Regions from separate parts of the Mus musculus genome. Here all the other regions are linked to region 3. Evidence: chromatin contacts called from public Micro-C and promoter capture Hi-C data. All regions are on one chromosome and are shown on one strand. The core of a region is the stretch at or near the end of the contact, and the rest is flanking DNA. Distances in the headings are between cores, read along the strand shown. Region 1 overlaps Cox10 (heme A:farnesyltransferase cytochrome c oxidase assembly factor 10). Region 2 overlaps Cox10 (heme A:farnesyltransferase cytochrome c oxidase assembly factor 10). Region 3 holds the start of Hs3st3a1 (heparan sulfate (glucosamine) 3-O-sulfotransferase 3A1). Region 4 has its middle 20 kb from the start of Gm30305.

Region 1 (3,599 bases), core at 506-3,005, 450 kb after region 3:
GAGTTTTTAGTGTTGAAGTCCCTGGAGTCCCCCTGTGTCTCTAACCAGGCTGATGCTAGGGTGGCTGGCGGCTGCTTTCCAAGCCTCTGCCTGCTGTGTGGAGTGCCTATCCTCCGCAGATGGACGCTGCCCATCCCACCTCCCTACCTCACCCCCATGACTCTGTCTGCTTCTTTTTTCTCCTTCTACAACCCTTGTTCACTAAGGAACAGTTGTTTCTCTCTGACATGGCCCTACATCTACTTTTGTCAAGTCCTCCACGTCTCAGGTAATTCCTAAGGCAGAGGAGCCAAGAAAGGTTAGAATGTAATCAATCGTTGAGAACTAGTGGATCTAGTGTGGAGCCCAGTCCTTTGACCACCACCAACCAAATGAACAATTCTTTAGCCCTTGGAGCTGGACCTACCTGAAGGCAGGAGGGAGTAGACGGGCGACCTTCCTACCGCAGACCTCCTGCTGGCCAAATGCTTTCAGTGCTGAGCCACTGCGGCCTTGTTATTCCCCTTGCAATCTCACTAGGCCATTCTCCAACTTGAGCGAGCACAGCCACTGTTCCCTAGACGTGTGTGGACATAATCCTGCATGTCCTTTATGGATGACTTGAGGGGACTGTGAGGGATAATGTAGAGTCTAATATGTTTCCCCTTAGGGCTGACCTACATAAACTGAATACATTTAGGGCTCTGCTCCACATGTTTTAAGATTAAAGGGTATCCAGCCTGAGACAGCCTTAGCAGCCCAGGCTGCTCGCCGGTCCTTATAATCGCTGCCTTTTGTACAGCTTGTTTACACGGGGGCAGGAGATGATGGTGGCTGTAGTTGATAACTAAGGAATAGTAAGTTAATTCGCTTTTTTTAAATAATGAAAATATACTCTTTATATTTTAAACATTGAAATTTTCTTTATTTTTACTAGAGTTGAAAAGTGAAATAGAGCTAAAATAAAATCTAATGAGAACAAACTTACAAAATTATATTCTTTTTCTCACCTTCCCAAGACAAGTACAGAGGACAGTCCCCCAGTTTTAATTACCTGCCAATAGCCTGTATACAATACCAGTTGCCGTCCATGGTGGTCCATACCGATGATCCTGGTAGTTATAAGGCTAAGAGGAGGGATCACAAACTTGAAGGCAGCCCGGACTACGTATTGACTGTATTATAAAACACAAAGTATTTATGAAACACAAAAGTCTCAGTCACAGCTGTAGCTCAGTTGGCAGTCTGTACTCAACATATGCCTGATCCTGTGTTTCCTGGCACCAGAAAAGCCACTTCCTTTGTTATGCTGTTGTCACTTACAATTTAAAAAAAAAAAAAAAAAAAAAAAAAACAATTTTTAATCTTACCCCATTTGAAAAACACTGCTTCCATCATTTCCTGCACTAGTGAAAGAAACGGTGTCCTTATGTTAAGATGGGTGCCCGGACTCATCCTAAAACATACGACCATGGTTCTTTGTCATTCGTGTGTGTATCCTGGACCACCTTACAACAGCACAGATACTTAATGGAAACAGCTTTACTGCTGGTTACCAGTGTCTTTCCTGTGGAAACACTTGACCCTGTGGCTTTCTGCTTTTCCTTCAACTCTGGGTCCTTTGTGGCAGGATGATTTATCAGGCTCTTCAGTGGCGTGGGAGCCACCATATGACAGTGAGCATATCACTCAGGAAGGGCCCAGATGCACGGGAGGTCTCCTGGAGCCACAGTGCTCTTGGCTAAAGAGCTCTTGTATCTGCCTGGAAGGAAGTCTGCAGAGAAGTGCTCCAGGGGCTTGGTAATGGAGCTGTCTTAACCCTGCTGTCATCTGCAGGAGCGTAGCCCTATTGGAGCCAGAGCTGTTCTCCTGGGAACATGTGATCCCTGGCTTCAGACTGACCACTCCTATTGCCAATAGGGATTTGTTATGTACAAAGTTAAGAGATGGTTTGCTTCTGAGGCTTTCTGGGGCTCTGGTGTCCTGTTGTTTGCATATTCTCACTAGATCTTTTCTTCCTACCCCTTATGTTACACAACTGTGCAGTGTTATTGAACTTTCTACGTGGTGAGGTTCCCATCTTCCTGCACATTATTCCTAATAGGATAAAATGGATTTAGTAGTCCAAAGATGCCTGGAGGAATGGTTTGACATGAATAGTCCCAGAATTTTTTCCCCAATATTTACTTTAGTTACTTTAAGGATAAGAACAAGCAATTGTGTACTATAAGGATAAGAACGAGCAGTTGCTCTTGAGGAGTTGTTGGGAGCACTAACTAGTCCTCCAGGCTCTGCCCAGCCCTGCTGAGAGCAGGTCATTCTGCCAGACTCACCCAAAGGCTTCTCCCAGGACTTTCCAGACATGCCACCCCTGGTCTCTTCTCTGGCTTAACACTTAGACAGGGTGTCTTCTATCCTAGATAGACACCTGCATGCTGTGTACAGTGGCTCTTCTGTTTGTCCTCTTTGGAGAGAGCCCCGCCCCCTTAGTACTTGCTGCTTGCAGCTGACCTCCAGTCTCCTGGCCACCTCAGCTCTCTCTGCATAGCACTTCACCGTGCTCTCTAACGCTAACCTTCTGCATCCCTCTCTCACTTAGATTCACACATCCCCAAAGTGACCATCTCAGCCTTAGCCCTCAGGCTTCAGTTTAGTTCTCTCATGTCCAAAGCTTTGAGGAAAAACCTCCACAGCCCAAGTGTGAGCTGGTAGCTCACCCCTGACCTGGATCCCTGGGGCAAAAGAAAAATAAACTTGGCAGTTAAACATTAGAGATGGCAGGAGACAGAGGCTGCTGTGCCTAGCAGCTTGTGCCTGACTTCAGCTGATGTTCATCTCCAACTCTGGGTTCACAGGATGACTTTCAAGCTATAATCCACCTCCCCTGCCTCAACACAGACTTATATGAAATCCTGTCTGAGCTTTATTCTTTATACTCAAAGAGTATTCTTAAACATTGTAATAACTGCATTTGTTTTGCTTCAGCTATAGAGGCCTGTCTCCCACCTCCCCTCCCTTTCCCTTCCCTCTCCTCCTGTCTCCTCTCCTCTCCTCCCCATCTGGCAGGTCTTCCTCAGCATCGTTTCATTGTTCTGTCAGAGTTGAAGCTCTCTGTTTTTCCTTGTTTTCTGAGAATGCAGAGAGATATAGGCACCTATAATCTACTGTCTGCATCACCTTGAGGTTTTCCAGTTTGAATTCCCAATGTGCCTCATATGGAGGTAGTTCAGTAATACCCCTGTCGTTGGTATGTCCAGTTAAATTCATATTCTTAATATTATTATTTCTTCTAAATGTGTTAGAATTCTCACTTTTAATTCAACTCATCAAAAATGTATTGATTATCTGTGGTGGTAACAGCACTGTGCATTTTGTTTGTGTCATGGTGAACGCTTTATAAAATGGACAGGAAAATTAGATGGGCAAAAGCTTCGCATACAGGACCGGGCAGCCCCAAAGTTAAGTGAAATTAATAAATTGGCATGAACAAAGGTCTCTGAGAAGTAGAAGATACAGAAAAGGACAGCGTGGACACTGCTCGCCTCCTGACCAGGCCGCTGAGCTTATCCTTCCTGCCTGTTATATTTTGGAAGGCATCTGTATTTTGATTACATCTCCCT
Region 2 (3,273 bases), core at 131-2,630, 410 kb after region 3:
GAAGGAGGGAGGGAAGGAGGAAGTTGATCAGGCAATGAAACAAAGGTAGTGAAGCCCAACAGCTTCATGTGAGGACTTTCCAACTTAGCATTGTAACCTTAAAACTTGACCAAGTGTGGTGGGTACATGCCTGTAATCTCAAATACTGGGGAGCCTGAGCAGAAGGATCTGCGTTTGAGCGTTTGAGGCCATCTTGGGGCTACACAGAGAGAAAACCTATCTCTAAAAGTAAAACAACAAAAACCATTAGATCCTTAGAAATGTGGCAGTCATGATGCGGGGAGTCTTGTCTGTCTGACTTCATTTCCGTTGTCCTTCAGTGACTACATAAAGAAGCCAGGACCATGAGACTGTCCTACTGAATGAAGCCTGGCTTACTTTTCATTAGGTCTGATTCTTGAAAACTTGTAGTCTTGATCCCAATTCTGCGATTGTTTTAAAGCTATTTGCCCATATCTCCCAACTCTCCTTTTATTCCTGATGTGCCTCACCTCGTCTTTCATGTCAGGATTTGTTACCTAGATTTTATTTTGAGTAGGGAACAAACTTCTGTATACAAGGTTTGCTTTTTAAAAAGAAACCAGTAAGAAAAAACAATAATGTGCGAGGGCACTGGCAGAAGTGGTGGAGAGCCATGGTGGAGGGGTGTGGTGGGGGACCATGGAGCCCACCACCGCACTTACTACTGTCCTCACTGCAGCTTCTACACTGAGGCTTTAAACAGAGTAGACGTTAGTGGGGAGATGCAGAGACCATGTTAACAGCCGCAGTGTCCTGCTCTAGGCCATGATGCCTAGGAACTGTAACTGCAATCCTGTCACTAGCTGTGTGGCGTGGGACGGATGATAGAACTGTTCTTTGATTTGGTTTGTCTGTAAAAGGGAGGCTCCATTGTATGGTCTACCTGTATCTTGTAGTGGAAAGAGGCAAACGAGACATCTCTGCCTCAGCAGCAAGGTGGGAAATGTTAGGAATGTTCACAGATAACGCCAACTCAGGCTAGAAAACAAGTAAGAGAAACAAAGTGGTGTGTGATATCGCAGAGAAAGATTATAGCTAGCTTCTGAGGTAGAGAGAGTGAGGTGCTTAGAGAGGCCACCCATTGAGTTGGATTGTGTGGGGGACATAAAGATGAGGAAAAGTGTGTTTTAGTCAGAAGCAGTAGTCCAGCCAGTTCTACTTTAGTCAGAAGTTGTAGGAGGGAATGGAAAGCACACACACACATAGAGAGGCCTCGAATGTGCAGGGTGCTGGGAGCAAGCAGTTGGCCTGTTCTTTTCAGTGTCGTAATTGCCACGATAAGAGCTCTGACTTGATTCTGTGGGACTTAGGGAGCCTGGAGTAAGGAAGGCCTAAGGCACATTCCCAGTTAGGGCGTTACCACCACAGCCCAGCCGCAAACCTGGCGACAGTTCACTCTGGAAACACTCTCACTCAGAGAGCTTCATTAGACTGCAGGTGCGTGGGGCCAGCTCGGGAACACTTGGCCCTCAGGTCCCTCCTTGGAAAACTCCTGTGCTGGGGTGTCTTCACATCACTGTCTTACCATATACCCTGTTTGGCTACTTCATAGAGGTTATCTTTCAGCCACCGTTCTTTAAAAGCAATGGAAATAAGAGGTGTTTAACACTGTTATAAATAAAATGTCCTCTGTATTCCCTAATTAGAAGTAAATAACTAGCAATACTTTTACATGAAGTTGAAAAGAATTCCTTTAAAATTTATTTATTTATTTATTTACTTACTTACTTAGAGTGGAGGGCATGTGGCATGTCATGTAGGGAGTGTGGGGTGTGTCAAGAGGACTGCCACCTGGAGTTGGTTCTAGAGTCAGGCTAGCAGGCCGGTGGGTAAGGCCTCCCGCCCCCGCCCCCCCCCCCTCCAGCTGTCTCACCAGCCCCAAGTGTCCCTTTCCCTCCCTCCCCTCCTAGTTCTGTTTTCAAAAAGGAAGTTCTGAGCTTTTCACTCAAGTCCTTACTTGTATGTTATCTGCCAGCTTTTGCTAAATAGAATTTTCAAGAATGCTAAAGTTTATGCTTTTTACACTAAAGCAGATTTGCTTGGTAATGATGGTTTCTTATCCATTCCTACTCTAGCTTGAAGTTGTAGTGTGGTTGTGGAAGTATGGTCATGTCTGATGCTGACGAAGGTCAGTGGGCCAAGGGAGTGGGGAGCAAACCCAACTGACTGCTAGGACCGCTGGGCATTCCCACTGGGTACAGGAGGAGTGGTGAGATGGTAAGCAGTGTGTCTCTTCCCAGAGGAAGTCTGTGCTGTTGTGGGTACATAAGAGCAGTTCTGATTGGTGTAATTTTTTTTTCTCATTAGACATACTAGTTTTCTGATAGTGGGAAAATAATTTCCAGTTAGATGCACTATTAGCAGAGTAACACGTGGCTGGAGTTTACCTGATAGAGGCTGCTGACCTTTCTCAGTCTACACTGGTTCTCTTCAGTAAGGGGAGTTCCCATATTCTGCCTGCCTCTTGTGTAGTGCGCCCATGCTACTCTTAGGATCAACACTATAGGCAAAGGGTCACTGGTCCCGTTTCACCCTGTGGTTAATTTCTTGTGCCTCCTAGTTCTTGCACAGTGAGTTAAATTTCTAATTTCTTACTTTGTCCAGTTTGCAAGGAGCAACCTACCCCCACCCCCGGGCTGTGCCTTGGTCACTCTGAGTCCTCTCGCTCTAACATGTCATTTTGCAAATAGTTAGATTCAAAGTAAAAATGGTGATAACAAAAAGAATGGTCTTACTCGAGGTCACCATGAACCTTACATCTATCATCTGATTTTATCTGTATAGTAACCCTATATCTGACAGGTGAGAAATGGATGCTCAGAGGAGGTGCACAAGTCACTTGAGGTCATTTGGCCAAATGCCGAGCTCCAAGTCAAGCTGCCTTATCTTGTTTAGACTCTGACTTAGCCACCTGAGTGCAAGCCTGCCCACACACAGTGCACCTGTGCCAGGCGCTTACCTCTCTTCTGCTGGCTGCAGGTTTCTGGACCTGACCAGTGTTCCACAGGGTTCTGTGTGTGGGCTTCAACCTTGATGTGTTGGAGGTTCCAGTGGCGGTGATTTGGGGACTCTTAGGGCTAGAATATTCTTGGCTAAATGAAAGCAGCTGTCTGAGGGGTGTGGGGCTGACTGCTGACCCTCGACATGCCCACTGTCAACAAAATGCACTGCATTCTCTCTCACTCACAAACGCCATTGTTTCAATAAATCATAGGATTTAATATCTGCTCATAACTACACATCATCCAGAAA
Region 3 (3,217 bases), core at 459-2,958:
TTACCACCTTGGACAACTATCTGGCAAAGGGTCAAGGCAAATAAATACCGGAGCAAAGACCCATGTTAACCACAGGGAATTACCCCAAAGATAAAGGAATAGACATAGGCTTCCCTTGGTAAGCCCAGTAATGAGGAACAGTTTTCTAACTTAAAAGGAAACTCTCCTCTTTCCTTTTCTTTTCCTTTATCTAATTACTAGGGCGATTTCAAGGAATAAGATGTTTGGGGAACTGGGGAGCCCTGACAATTAAAATCAAGATCTCCATTCCTCTCTCCATCTGCCCCTCCCCAAGGGAGAAGAACGGGAGCCCAAGATGGGAACAGCTACTGCTCCCCCTTTGCCATCCCTTCCTAGTCTCCCCCTCTGCACAGCCAGCGCTCAGAAGTACCCATGGGGGTCCCCGCGCTCACCGGTACCAGGCGAGGCCCTTGTGGTAGCTGCGGTCAAAAAAGTGGGGCTCAGCACCCACGGCACGCACGTCGGGGTGCACGCGCAGGAACTCCAGCAGCGCCCGCGTGCCGCCCTTCTTCACGCCGATGATGATGGCCTGCGGCAGCTGCTTGCTGCCCTCGTCCAGAAGTAAGGCCAGGGTCCCCGGCTGGGCCTCGGCCACGCTGCTTCCCGCCCCGGAGCCTCCTGGTGCGGCGGCCAGCCCAGGGCTCTGCTCCTCCTGGTCGCTGCTGTCTCCTGGCCCCGACCGCCCGCGCCTCCTCCGTTGCCTCAGCTGCAGGAGGCGCTTCCTTGGCGCTCCCGCGGGCCACATCGCCAGTTCCCTGGGTCCTGCAGGGACGCCGCGCCCCGGGACCCCCGCGACGGGGCCCGAGCCGGGTGGGCAGCGCTCCGCCAGGCAGTAGAAGACGTAGAGGGAAGTGAGTAGCGAGCAGAGCATCAGCAAGAACTTCCTGAAGATGCTGCGCGACAGTGGCTCCGCCGGGCTGGGCTGGGCGCCGGTGGGACCCGAGGGGGCCATCCTAGCCAGAGGCGACCTCGGACGGCGAGCGGGCCATGCTAGGCCACGACTGTGCTGGGAGCTCCGCCATCCCCGCTGCCAGCCAGCGTGCTGCCCCGCGGCCGCATCGCCTGAGCCGCCCTGCGTGCCTGAGAGCTGCCCCGCTGGGCGGCAGCAGGGGCTGGAACTAGGGACCAAGCACTGCGAGCCCTTCTTGGGGTCCTGGGCTTCGGGCGACGAGGAGGAAAGGGGTGCGGGGCCGTGCTTAAGAAACCATGGTCTTGGGTCTGAAACGCGCCCGAGTCCTGAGCCTAGCTGCGCAGAGCTCCGCGCCCTGGGTCTCCGAGAGTCGCCCGGCAAGGGAGTCTCTGCGGCGGCAGTGGCGAAGGTGCTCGGCTCAGCAGGGTCCTGAGCGGTGCGGAACTTGGCTCAGCGATAACACATCCTTGGCTCAGTCCCCCGTGGAGCGGGCGCAGGACTCTCGGGCCGAAGAATTGTGTACGCTCCGGTTAGAACGAGTGACCCTTTTTCCAGCTTCTGCTCTCCTGGCCCGCCCAGGAGCGTGCCCTGAGTCCTGGCTCAGCTCGTCTCAGCAACCGAGCAAGCAAAGTCCCCCTAGTCCCTCTATCCGAATGGGACTCAAGCCTTCTGGCCTCTTGAGCGCTCCGGAAGTCTACCCACTCCTCTGGGGCCCCAGCTGGGAACAGCTTGGAGGGGCCCCGCTGTGCGGGACCTGTCAGCCACCGCTGCCACTGTGCTCTTGGGCTCTCCCCGCAGCCTCCTCAGCCGCTACCGCCACACGTGGGACGCGAAGGACAGCAAACTTGGTGGTGACGTCAACGGCCCAGGCCAGACCAACGCGGGGATCCGCTCTAGGGTGCAGAGCAGAGGCGCAGGGGCCGGGCTAGAGAGGCAGAAGGGGTGGGACCGGGACAAAAAAAAAAAAAAAAGGTGACGAGGCACCGCCCAATACACTGGAGAGGGCGCGGACGACAGAGGAGACGCCCCTTCCTCGCACTCCCTCTCTCCTTTCCTCCTTCCTCCTCCTCCACCCCTAGGTCTCTGGGCGCTGTCAGATTGACAGCGCCTGTATGATTGCCTGAGTCTAACGCCCAGCCAGTCCACCCCTTGCCGGATTGGGGGTTCTCAGACCTCTCCAGCTCAGCTTAGTCCTTAGCAGCCTTAACACCCCCAGATCCCCACTTCCTGATTCCCTCTGGTCCCAGCTTCTGTATTCCTACCCTTCTCCAGCCCACCCATCCCATCCCCTCTCATCCCAGAGACTTCTGAAGTTTTGTTCCCAAGAGTTCTTGGCAGGCCACGCCCCCATTTGTCTGGGCAAAGAGACAGCTTCAGTACAGACTTGCCTTCTACTTCCCTGTCCACTGAGGGCCCTTACAAGTCTGTCTGTTAGTTTGCTTGCTTGCTTGTTTTTCCTTTGGATTTATTTAAAAAGATGAAGAGTCTCATAGGACCTGGAAAGGAACCCCTTAGAAACTAGATCAATAAATACACCAAAACAGAAATTATATTTAAAAAATAATAAGTACAATTCCAAATCCGTATAACCAGTTGTTGATAAAGTTTAATACTTTGCATATGTGCACCACCCACATGCGTGAATGTGTTTTCACTCTTTGAGAGTTAAGAGTCCTTCCCTAAACAACGGGTTCCTTTTTCTCTTATTTCCCCTGACCCCTAGATACCCTTCCCATGCCCCCAAAGCAAGTCACAAAGAGGTAAAATCTGCCCCTTGCTGGCTCCTGGGGAGGTGAGTAGTAAAATCTTCAGGAGATGTTGAAGGTTTGATTGCTTTCTTTGGCTGTTACTCTGTGGTGGTTTTGTTTTCAATTTTTCATTTATTTGTATTTTATGTGTATGGCTGTTTTGCCTGCATGTGTGTCTGTGCACCACGTGGGTACCTGGTGCCAGCTGGAGAGTTCTAAATCTCTTTGAACTGGAGTTCCTGACAGTTGTTAGCCTAGATGTGGGTGCTGGGAATTGTACCAGGTCCTCTAGAAGAGCAGCCAGGGCTCTTACTGCCGAGCCATCTCTTCCACCACCAGATATTTCATTTTTGTCCTAATCGTATTGCTTCCTTATTTCTGTCTCCTGCAAGATACCTGGCAATGTGGGCTGTGCCCTGGTCACTGTAGCCCAATCCTGTGCGCTGTAGACATCTTCCTAGCTCCCTAACCCCTCCCCTCCCTGTGCTAATAAGAGTCCAGCAGTCAAGAGAGCTAGGTCTCAGGAAACTCACTTAGG
Region 4 (3,597 bases), core at 175-2,674, 300 kb before region 3:
TCTAGTGTGTCCCCATGACTTACTTTCTCCAGAAGGGCTGAACCATCTAAACCTCCCCAAAGAGTGGGACTAACTGGAGACCAAGTGTCCAATGCCTGAGGCAGTGAAGGATATTTCTCATTCAAGCCACCACAGAGAATGACCAACTCACCATAGGATGACTTTTTTTGGAATCTGAAGTCTGGCCCACAGGCGGAAAGGTCATGTCTATTGAACTACTCAAAAGGCCAAAGGTTAGAATGTCATAGGCACTAGGAGTAAATCTACTATTTTTTTGCTCTACTAAATCAACTTGTTTTCATTTAGTAAATGTGTGTGTGTGTTTAAAATAAATAACTTTTTAAAAGATGCTATGTTAAAGTAATTTATTATAACACCTACAGGGCACTCACGGGAGGGCAAGTCAATACTGAAAGGAGACCCTTATTTTCTACATAGCTTTGCTTGCTTGTTTCTCTGTTTTGAGACAGGATGTCACATAGCTCAGCATGGTCTCTGATTTACAACATATCTGAGGATAACCTTGAACTTCTGATCCTATTGCCCTAAGTTCATAAGATTAGAGTCATGAACCACTATGCCTGGTATTTTCTATATCCAGCATATCCTTGTTAATGTCCACACAACACACAGGGAGGCCGATGATATCACTAGTACAACCCAGTCACTTAGAAGCATGTGTAGCTTCATTGCACAGGAATACAGCTCTTCCTCTGTTTTAAGGGGAAGAGTACCCCAAGTCCAGGGTCTATGATGGCATTTGACATAGGAGAAGCACCAAATATGTAATGGGAGTTTCTCAAAGAACAAATTTTAATTGAATGCTTTCAAAAAGTTCTATGAAAATATTAGGACTTCCTTTTACTTGGCATAGCGATGAAATCTGACTCTGTCTGGCCTGGGATGATGTGCATCGGATGGCTTGGCATTTCTATGGGACAGCATCTGCATTTCCAAGCCACTGCTTTTTCCAACTGGCATTCCTGTAGCCTCCTTGCGGGCACAGGTGGGTCTATGGACATGCCTTTGGGGTTCTAAAATATCTTTACACACTGAGTGAGCGTGGATGTACTAAAACATGCATATGTTTAATGAATAAAGAGAGGAAGAAGAACTGTTTCCTAAACAACCAAGCAGGCTGAGAATTTGTTGAGAAAAGTGAGTTACAAACCAAATCCTTTGGTGGTGAGTGTGGAAGTTAAAGGCCTCATTTGTACTTAAATGTTTACATCCTAAACTCAAGCAAGCATTCAGATGTGGCTTTGAACCCTCCCTCCTCCCTGTGCTTCCTCTTCACTATCCAGAGAGCCTCAGCAGCAGTGGGGATTAGTGCCTCAGCAACAGACTCCATCTTGCATCCATTATCTGTCCCAGCTGACAATAAAGCGTTAATGGCCACATCCCCCTCGCAGGCCCCTAATGGACCGCACATCACTACCTCAGAACACCTGAAAGACTGTCTGGGTGCGTCTCCCCAGCACCTGACAAGAGAGGGGTGGAGGCTCAAGAATAATTGCTGTGTCACTTCCATGTGATTTATTGCAACGGGTAATTATGTCTACGGGGCACCATCTGGAGACCCAATTTGTGCTCTTTAGGAACAAAAATTAAAGTCAACACATACTTTCCTCTGAACTTGGCTCCTGACTGCTCACACCTAGAGCCCTTCGCCATGTTTGATCCTCCTACCACATGCCAACTGTTTCTACTTAGAGGGTCCCAGCCGGGCAGAGGGAAGCTCAACAGACATGATAGGCTTTCTCTCCTCATGTTCTCTTCTCCAAGGGTTAAACATGGTCAGAGTTTGCATCATTGCAAAACCTCGCTGGGTGATGCAGTCATACTCTGCTTCTGAAATGGGACTGGCCATTGATGAAGAAAATCACCTGCATTTATTAGCCATGTGCCACACCCTGTACCAAGCAATTATCAGATGGCTAAGAATTAAGAATTGCCTCCAAAATATTTGCTCCAAAAATGTGTGCTGGGAAATGGTGGGGACTGTTTTTGTGTGTGTGTGTGTGTGTGTGTGTGTGTGTGTGTGTGTGTGTTTTGTTTTACACATCACTAGGTTTTTAAGTAAGTTTCTAAGCCATCCTGGGAAATGTTTTTTTTTTTCCCCTCAAACCCAACTTAGCAGACTTGGCTTAAGAAATGCTTATTCCCTTCAATTAAAACCAAGAGCATTAATCAAATGTTTGACACTATAAATGTTTCCAATTAACATCTAGCTTAAAACCACATGTGTTCCAAGGGAAATTCAAAAGATCTATCGGTACAGGTGACCCCTGAGAAACCATTAACACATGGCTGGAGACAGCAAGAAATATTCTCCATTTGTGAAAAAGATAAAGAATCCATTTAGGGCTCATTACTACTTCAAACATTATGTTCAGATGGGAGACTCCTAAAGTGGAAGTTAGGGATTCATCAATGAGTCAAAAGGAAAATAATAACATATCTGTTTGAAACAATCACACCCGGACGGACAAGTTCTGGTCCTAAGAAAAACCATGGTTTGTTCATGATCCAGAGATGTGGGGCTGTTTATCTTAGGAGTTAGTCCCAAGCAGTTCTGGTTTTGCCTTCTGCAGAGTCTGCATGCTCAAATACTTGCAAGGTCCAAGGAGGTTGCAGAAAGGCAGGGAATAGGATGGCCTAGTATACTGATGACCACATTCATTCCCCTCTCTAAGGAGACAGTCTCCATTTAATGCCAGCCAACTTCTGTCTCTTGGAAATGGAAGTCTGATACTCTAAAAGAATTCATGAATTTCAAAGGGTGGTAATTAATTGAATGCAACAAGACAACAAACAGTGACCTTTTCCTCAGCTTGCAACCTTTGCATCTGCTTTTGGGTAGAATCAGGGGCCAGGCTGACATGGTCTCAGTGTGGATGGCAGGGAACCCCTTTCAGCGATATATCAGCCCATTACCAGCCTTGGCAGACATTCTTTGGCTGTCTCAGGATGAATCCGCCCAGCTCTTGGCAGAGGAGAAAAGACTTCCCAAATCATTTCTCAACTGATCGGTCAAAGTGAGTTAAATTATTCCAGGTGTGCTACGCAGGGGGTTATTATGACCATAGGGAAATGGTAACAGGAGGGCAAGTCCATTGCCCAGAGAGCTGATGAATTGGTTTCTCTCTCCTGTCTCCCTGTAGCCCCTCAACAGCTGGACTGCCAATCCCACCGTGAGGAGCTGTGGACAAACACCTAGGGCTAGTCGGCTGGGCCCAGAAAGACACATATTTCTTTCTCATTTTTCCCTTCAAATATCTCCTAAAAGACAAAAGACAAAAGGTGACCATTATAAGACAAATGCCTGAACAGTCACACAGAACAAAATATTTGATATCCAGAAATGACTTCAAGACCTAGAGAACTGCTATATTCATACTTGTGCAGAGAATTCAGATTTTTTTCTTTTTTCTTCTTTTTCCTTTCGTCTTCCTCTTTTTTATTCTTTTTAATTTTTTAATACTAATGTCTATGTGTTTGGGCTGGAAATTGTTAGATGGGTTTTAACCCCCAGGGTCTGAGTAGTGCCTGGTTCTTTGTTCTGCCTTCTAACTAGCTAAATGATTGTTGAGTGAT

The links. Promoter capture Hi-C pulls out the DNA fragments that hold promoters and counts their contacts. Hi-C and Micro-C count contacts between places; a contact is called where the count stands out from the background.
Region 1: a contact with region 3 is called in a promoter capture Hi-C map of liver, with 5 times the contacts expected there. The contact joins the enhancer-like site here to the promoter of Hs3st3a1 in region 3. A contact is called at or near these places in 16 of 39 promoter capture datasets (the 3T3-L1 cell line, 3T3-L1-derived adipocytes, cranial neural crest and 9 more) and 5 of 115 datasets of contacts at active chromatin or transcription factors (embryonic basal ganglia, embryonic forebrain, embryonic hindbrain and 2 more).
Region 2: a contact with region 3 is called in a Micro-C map of trophoblast stem cells, with 4 times the contacts expected there. The contact joins the enhancer-like site here to the promoter of Hs3st3a1 in region 3. A contact is called at or near these places in 4 of 39 promoter capture datasets (cranial neural crest, frontonasal cranial neural crest, hippocampal neurons and 1 more), 6 of 484 Hi-C or Micro-C datasets (CD4 T cells, gonadal supporting cells, group 2 innate lymphoid cells and 2 more), 9 of 115 datasets of contacts at active chromatin or transcription factors (craniofacial prominence, embryonic basal ganglia, embryonic forebrain and 6 more) and 1 of 9 other capture datasets (adipose tissue).
Region 4: a contact with region 3 is called in a promoter capture Hi-C map of second pharyngeal arch cranial neural crest, with 5 times the contacts expected there. The contact joins the enhancer-like site here to the promoter of Hs3st3a1 in region 3. A contact is called at or near these places in 1 of 39 promoter capture datasets (second pharyngeal arch cranial neural crest), 1 of 484 Hi-C or Micro-C datasets (bone marrow-derived macrophages), 3 of 115 datasets of contacts at active chromatin or transcription factors (embryonic fibroblasts, embryonic limb bud and stem cell-derived neural progenitor cells) and 1 of 9 other capture datasets (adipose tissue).

The regions. Positions count from the first base shown.
Region 1 is chr11:63,987,352-63,990,950 of GRCm38.p6, reverse strand. All of the region lies in intron 5 of Cox10 (heme A:farnesyltransferase cytochrome c oxidase assembly factor 10), which reads left to right. Among named protein-coding and RNA genes, the nearest start is that of 9630013K17Rik, 25 kb to the right of the region's middle. Within about 2 kb of position 1,755, at least 39 of the 459 cell types and tissues checked have an H3K27ac peak or open chromatin away from gene starts, as enhancers often do. A contact at or near this core is called in 3T3-L1-derived adipocytes, hematopoietic stem and progenitor cells, liver and 1 more, where this site is marked.
Region 2 is chr11:64,025,703-64,028,975 of GRCm38.p6, reverse strand. The region is part of intron 4 of Cox10 (heme A:farnesyltransferase cytochrome c oxidase assembly factor 10); the gene reads left to right. Among named protein-coding and RNA genes, the nearest start is that of Gm51866, 5.7 kb to the left of the region's middle. Within about 2 kb of position 1,380, at least 25 of the 459 cell types and tissues checked have an H3K27ac peak or open chromatin away from gene starts, as enhancers often do. A contact at or near this core is called in extraembryonic endoderm stem cells and trophoblast stem cells, where this site is marked.
Region 3 is chr11:64,433,823-64,437,039 of GRCm38.p6, reverse strand. It overlaps Hs3st3a1 (heparan sulfate (glucosamine) 3-O-sulfotransferase 3A1), which reads right to left and starts at 1,708. Exons shown (of 2, transcript NM_178870.5): 1 at 414-1,708. The coding sequence starts at 973. It overlaps F930015N05Rik (RIKEN cDNA F930015N05 gene), which reads left to right and starts at 366. Exons shown (of 1, transcript NR_028445.1): 1 at 366-3,217.
Region 4 is chr11:64,737,143-64,740,739 of GRCm38.p6, reverse strand. No RefSeq gene overlaps it. Among named protein-coding and RNA genes, the nearest start is that of Gm30305, 20 kb to the right of the region's middle. Within about 2 kb of position 1,424, at least 2 of the 459 cell types and tissues checked have an H3K27ac peak or open chromatin away from gene starts, as enhancers often do. A contact at or near this core is called in second pharyngeal arch cranial neural crest, where this site is marked.